2 separate regions of the Mus musculus genome follow, and region 1 is linked to region 2. The links are chromatin contacts, called in public promoter capture Hi-C maps. All regions are on one chromosome and are shown on one strand. Each heading gives the region's core, a stretch centred on a gene start, on an enhancer-like site or on the middle of the called end of the contact. The rest is flanking DNA. Distances are from core to core; before and after follow the strand shown. Region 1 holds the start of A930038B10Rik (a long non-coding RNA gene). Region 2 holds the start of Syt15 (synaptotagmin XV).

Region 1 (2,754 bases), core at 16-2,515, 540 kb before region 2:
GTGCACATGCCTGTGGTATTTGGTTCTTGCTGTTGCATTTTCCACGGGATGCCATGCAACTATCTAAAATGCTGACAACTGTAACCTCCCAAATTTGTCCTCTACTATCTCAATTCAGTCACCAAATGCCATCTGAAGGCTCACATGGCCAGTCATGCAAAAATACATGCTCAAGTAGTTTAGAAACCTGTTCATGGTCTACGGGTTCAACTCAGGATGTGGGTTCCACCCCAAAGCCAGGCCCAGACATACTGACGATACTAAATGTCTAAACCTAAGTTCCAGAGAAGTGTTTGTTTGTATGTATGTATGTTTGTTTGTTTGTTTGTTTAGGTGGTGGTAATACAGTGCTACAGTCCTGGGATGAACCCCAGGGCCTCAATGCATATTAGGCAAACTTCCTACCACTGATCTATTGTCCCATCTACCCTTTCACACCTCCTGGGTAACTGGCATTGCAGTTGTATGTCAGCAGGCATGGCTATAAAGATCAGTTTTATGTGTGTTGTCAGGGGTCAGGGGTGGCACAAATCTATAACAAATCCCAGCACCAGGAGGCTAAGGTGGGAAGATCAAGAGCTTTAGACCAGACTGGACTATAAGATTCCATCTCAACAAACAAGTGTTTAGGTTCAAATGCCAAAAGCTTTAACAGTGAAAGGACAGGTGTAGTGCCACACACTTGTAATCACAGCATTTGGAGAGTAGAGGGAGGGGAATCGGAAATGCAAGGTCAGTCTCTACTGTACAGCAAATTTGAGGCCAGCAGGGCTGAAACCCTCTGTCAAGGAGATAAAGAGAGAGGAATGGGGAACGGAGGGGAAGGAGAGGGGAAGGAGAAGGTGGGGGAGAGGAGGAGAGGTTTAGAGGGAGAGACAGACAGAGACAGAGACAGAGAGACAGAGGGGGAAGGATAGAAAGAGAGGAAGAGAGGGGGAGGAAGAGAGAGACAAAGAGAGAGAGGGAGGAGAAAAAGGGAGAGAGACAGAGAGACAGAGACAGACAGAGAAAGAGAGGGAGGGAAAGAGGGTGGCAGGGAGTAAGAGAGACACACACACACACACACACACAGAGAGAGAGAGAGAGAGAGAGAGAGAGAGAGAGAGAGAGAGAGAGAGATTTTCAGTGAGGTCCTAAGCAGTGTCCACCCAGGTCCTTGAACTATTTCTTCTAAACATGATGCTTACCCCAGGTTTTCTAGGTTTCTCCATTGACTGTCCCCCTTAGAAGATTATTTTAAGGTCACCTTTGTCCAATGTTCACTCTTTCAGCTGTATAAATATTACCCAATAAGTCACATTGACTTTCTCCTGTAGTTTTGCTACCTCTAAGTTAATAATTTGCTTAGTTTTCTGACTAGTCAGGGAAGTCTGTCCGACACACAAATTGCATTATCAGTCACTCAACCTGGAGGTAGCCTCTCAGATTAATCTTGTTTTTCTTAACTAAAATCTTCCTAGAGTGTTAATGCTTCAAATTACCGCTTCTTTGGGACTTCATTTTCTTTTATGTGTGTATGCCAGTGTTTCCCTGATTTGCCCAGTCTGCTTTGAACCACAATCCTGCAGAATCAGTCTCCCAAGTGCTGAGATTCTGAGCCTGCATCATTGAACACAGCTCTCTAGATCCTTAAATGGGATTTTCCTTGCTAAGACAAATTGGAATTTATTTTTAGCAACTGGTCAAGATAAAGTTATTCTAAGCTACACTCCTAACATGTTGTGTATTGAAACATGAACAAAACCAGTTTCCTGACATCAACAAACTCTGGATGGGGTGACTCGGGAACCAACAAGAAGTAATACCACCAGAGGAGGAGGGATCGGGGTGCCGGAACCGGCTTGGGCATCGAATAGATATGGATTTAATCCTGGTCCTTTCTGCCTCTGTGTGAGTCTAACTGGGCATGATAGGCTCTCCCCACCATGAATGTGAAGCTGGTGAGAGCAACAAGAAGGGAGCCTTACCTGCAGCAGCTGAAGATCACATAAGGCTCGTTTCCAAGTCAGCATATTCTGAGACCGATGGTGTGCAGGACCAGCGTAGGGTGCAACACTCAGATGATAATGGAATTACAATGATCTCACTTGCTGAGGGAGGGCTTCTGAAACATTCTCCACCCGTGACCTCTTTACACCTGTGTAGAAGTTTTGTCCTGGTTCTTTCTACCTCCCAGCCCCATGCTCCCAGGAATTAAGACTCAGGCTCAAAATATATTTATAAATATCTTGGCCATATAACTAGGTTCTTATCTGAGTAGGTCATAATTTATGATTACCCGTTTATTTTAATCTATATTCTGCCATGTGACTAGTCACCCGTGCTCAGATACCATGTGTCTGTCTTGTTACATCTTCCCAGGCAAATCTCCTGCTCCTGGCTCCCAGAATCCTTTCTGCCTCCCGAATGTCCTACCTATTTTGTGCCTAAGCCATAGGCTATCAGATTTATTTTGTCAAGTGTACAACCATACAGACATAAGATATTTTTTATATATACATGTGAAATTATTTTTATTACCTTGATTGATTGATTGATTGATTGATTGTGTATGTGCACATGAGTATGCACACAGCGTGGCTTGCACGTGGAGGTGAGATGACAACTTGAGGGTATCAGTTCTCTCCTTCTGCCTTATGGGACAGGGATGGAATCCAGGTGTTTGAGCTTGGCACCACTTGAGACTCAGTTTCTATTTGACCTTGGAGACACACTGATATAAAGTAGGTATACAAATCATTTGCTGGCAGTAGC
Region 2 (2,860 bases), core at 179-2,678:
AATTAGAGCATAGCCTGACAGCAGTCTGTCTGGCTTATAATTCCTAGTTGTGGTATCTGGGCTTGTTTTTTATATCCTCGGAATCAGTTTTGCCAGCAGGAAAATGGGGTTACAGCGCCTGCCTCCAGCTTGTTGTGAGGTTTCTGGGGTTTCTTGGCATAGTTTCCAGCATGCTGACAGCCTGAGAGAGGCACCCCACAACAAAACTTTGCTTTGCCACCTTGTCCTGTCCCACTAGCAAAAATCTGAGCAAAGCCTTAGAGAAAGAAAGGCCCAGAACATTACCTGCCAGGTGGGGTCCCAGAATACTGGTAGAGCCTGTCCTCTTTTCTGCTGAAGTAAGAGATGGTGGCCGGGTCTGACGTCTCTGGCAGTTCCTCATAGGTGAAGGTGGCGCAAAACCTCCTCCACAGACAGCAGCTCACTCCGATCAGCAGAAGCAGCCCTCCAATGATGCCTCCTATCAGGAAGGCCAGCTGCTCTGAGGCAGAGACCACCAGTGCAGGCTGTGAGCCGGGTGAGGAAAGCCACCCACCAACTCACACAACTCTGTCCTTGGGAGTGAGCAGAGTTAGACAGTGCCCCAACCCAGGAACGGCACATAAGTAAAATGTTTGCTGGTCTCAGCCCAAAAGATTTCCCCTGGGAACAGTTGGCCCTGCACTTGGTGGCGGCTGTGCTCCAGAGTAGAAAGCAAACCTTCCCAGGGTTCCTGCTAGGGTTTGGATGTGAACTTGGGTGTGGGTGCCATGCACTTAAGTCCAGGAAGGAATTGCTATCCCGTGGCTTGGCAGAGCTCAGTTTTGGGGGTTGGTGGTGGTGGGGAGACCTGGAATCAGATGGGAGTCCCCACACACTCCAAGATCTGTAGTCAGTGTCCAGTCAGTCTCTTCCCCGACCCTGCCCTCTATCAAGGGAACCCATGCTTTCGGTGGGAGGTGGCAGGCAGTGAAGCCTATTGTAACCCGTTAGGCTGATTTAAAAAAAAATGGAGATCCTTGGACTCCCACATTTTCAGGGACTTTGGAGGCTATGCCTGGAGCTATCAACAAAGCTTAGAGGCTTGGTCTCACTTGCAGAGACCGGCGGGTGTGGGTTTTCCCAGGTTCAGGGTTCTAGATAGATGCTTGAGAAGGCGGGACCCATACACATCATAACGGTAACTGTCTGAGAAGAGCTAGCTACACCTTTTACTCCATTTCCGAGGTTGGCAGGGTCGAGACAAGTATTTGAACTGTTGGCAGAGAGTAGACTCCACGCCCTAAGACAGGGATAGGAGGTGAGGTCACTTACCTGCCATCCGGTAGCTCCTGGGCGGCGCGGCTCCCGTGCTCTAAGACTTAGGCTGCTGCCTGGACAGCGCGGCGCGGGGCCCGGGCAGGCGGGCGCCGAGAGTCTCCGCACTGCAGCCTCCAGAAAGTGAAGACTGATGCGGGGTGGCCGGGAGGCAGGGCTCCAGCGCCCCAGGTCACAGCGACGCCCCGCCCTGGTGCTGGCCCTGGCCCGGGAGGGGCTCGGAGGCGCTGCTGCAAGTCCGGAAAGCGGGAGGGGTAGGTCCTAGGGGCCCTTGCCAGAGGCACGAGCAGCTTCCTGCGGCCCCTGCCAGGTACGGAGTCACTCCCATCACTGAGGGTAGAGCAGAGCCTTCTTCACCAGCGTCTGGCAGTGGACAAGGTGGCTCTGGCATGCGCGGAGCCTGCGGTCAGGGTCTTCCACTGATGTCCTTCGAGAGCTGAGTTGCACCTCCTTCTAGACCCCAACCCGGTTTGGCTCCTGTGCACAGACCTACCGGTCTAGTTGTCCCAGCAGCTGTGTGGAACTCAGGTTCCACAAGGCCAGATGTCCAGGTTTCCAACCCGATCTGTCACTCCCAATTTCTTGCCCAAGCCGTTCTCACTTAGGTTAGCACTAACACCTCAAGAGCATTCAAGTGAACATCAGAGGCTCTCACCACCTTGACAGTCTTAGCGGTGACTTAAAAAGTGTGTAAGGGATGGCCGCTACCAAGGTGACAATCTGACCCAGGTGATCATTAACTGGATCTTCTCTATATAGGGTTGTCATGGTGATTTTTATCTGGCTGTTTTGATGATGAGAGGCTTCCCCTAGGGGCTCTGCAGGGATCTCCAAGGATTCCTACCTGTGAGTTCACACCCTCAGCGAGCACCCTTTCTCCACTCCTGTAGAACTTCCCTGGGAAGGTGTGTAAAGTTCAAGTCTTAGGCCCAGTGGCATCTGTAAGAGGGGAGCCTAAGGAAATGGGGAAGGGATGGTCCGTCTTGTGATTTACAATCATAGACGTAACACCCAAAGATGAAACTTTACTGCTGGGTGTCCAGAGGTGCTGGTGTGGTGTCTGCCGAAGGGTGGAAGGCCGCATAGGTAGGTGGGTTGGTGGGAAGGCTCTACTGAGGCAAGGCAGGGTGAGTTGTGAACCTTTACCTCCTGGGGACAGAGGTCCCAGAGCTGCAGTCTGCTGTCCCTAATTAGTGACATTCTGGAACCTCTCCTAGTATACTGGACCTCCAGGTCGGGACTACCACGAAGGCACACCTCAGCCTCTGACCTTGGCACTGCTGTCATTGCAGCAGTAGGAACTAACACATACGGATGTCTAACGCACAGCTGGGAGGAAAGGTGAGGGGCTTGGAGAAGCCTCAGCATCTCCTTGATCATTCTGAGCCCTGGACTCTCCAATCTCACTGTGTTGCCAGGACAGTTGCTGAGAGGAAGGGGAGTAGAAAGGCCAGGGTGGAATTAAGTTTAACAGTTCCAGTTCACTCAGCTTTGCTCTACCATCCTAGATGACTGCTATGTTCAACATAGAGCCTTCTTTGAGCGACGCCAATGTTCACTTAAG

What was found. Promoter capture Hi-C pulls out the DNA fragments that hold promoters and counts their contacts.
Region 1: a promoter capture Hi-C map of liver shows a contact between it and region 2, with 3 times the contacts expected there. The contact joins the promoter of A930038B10Rik here to the promoter of Syt15 in region 2. A contact is called at or near these places in 2 of 39 promoter capture datasets (both in liver) and 2 of 115 datasets of contacts at active chromatin or transcription factors (embryonic limb bud and embryonic stem cells).

What each region holds. Positions count from the first base shown.
Region 1 is chr14:34,758,706-34,761,459 of GRCm38.p6, reverse strand. A930038B10Rik (a long non-coding RNA gene) reads right to left here and starts at 1,265. Exons shown (of 5, transcript XR_001781218.2): 1 at 1,188-1,265.
Region 2 is chr14:34,218,614-34,221,473 of GRCm38.p6, reverse strand. Syt15 (synaptotagmin XV) reads right to left here and starts at 1,428. Exons shown (of 8, transcript NM_181529.4): 1 at 1,294-1,428; 2 at 286-481. The coding sequence starts at 1,300.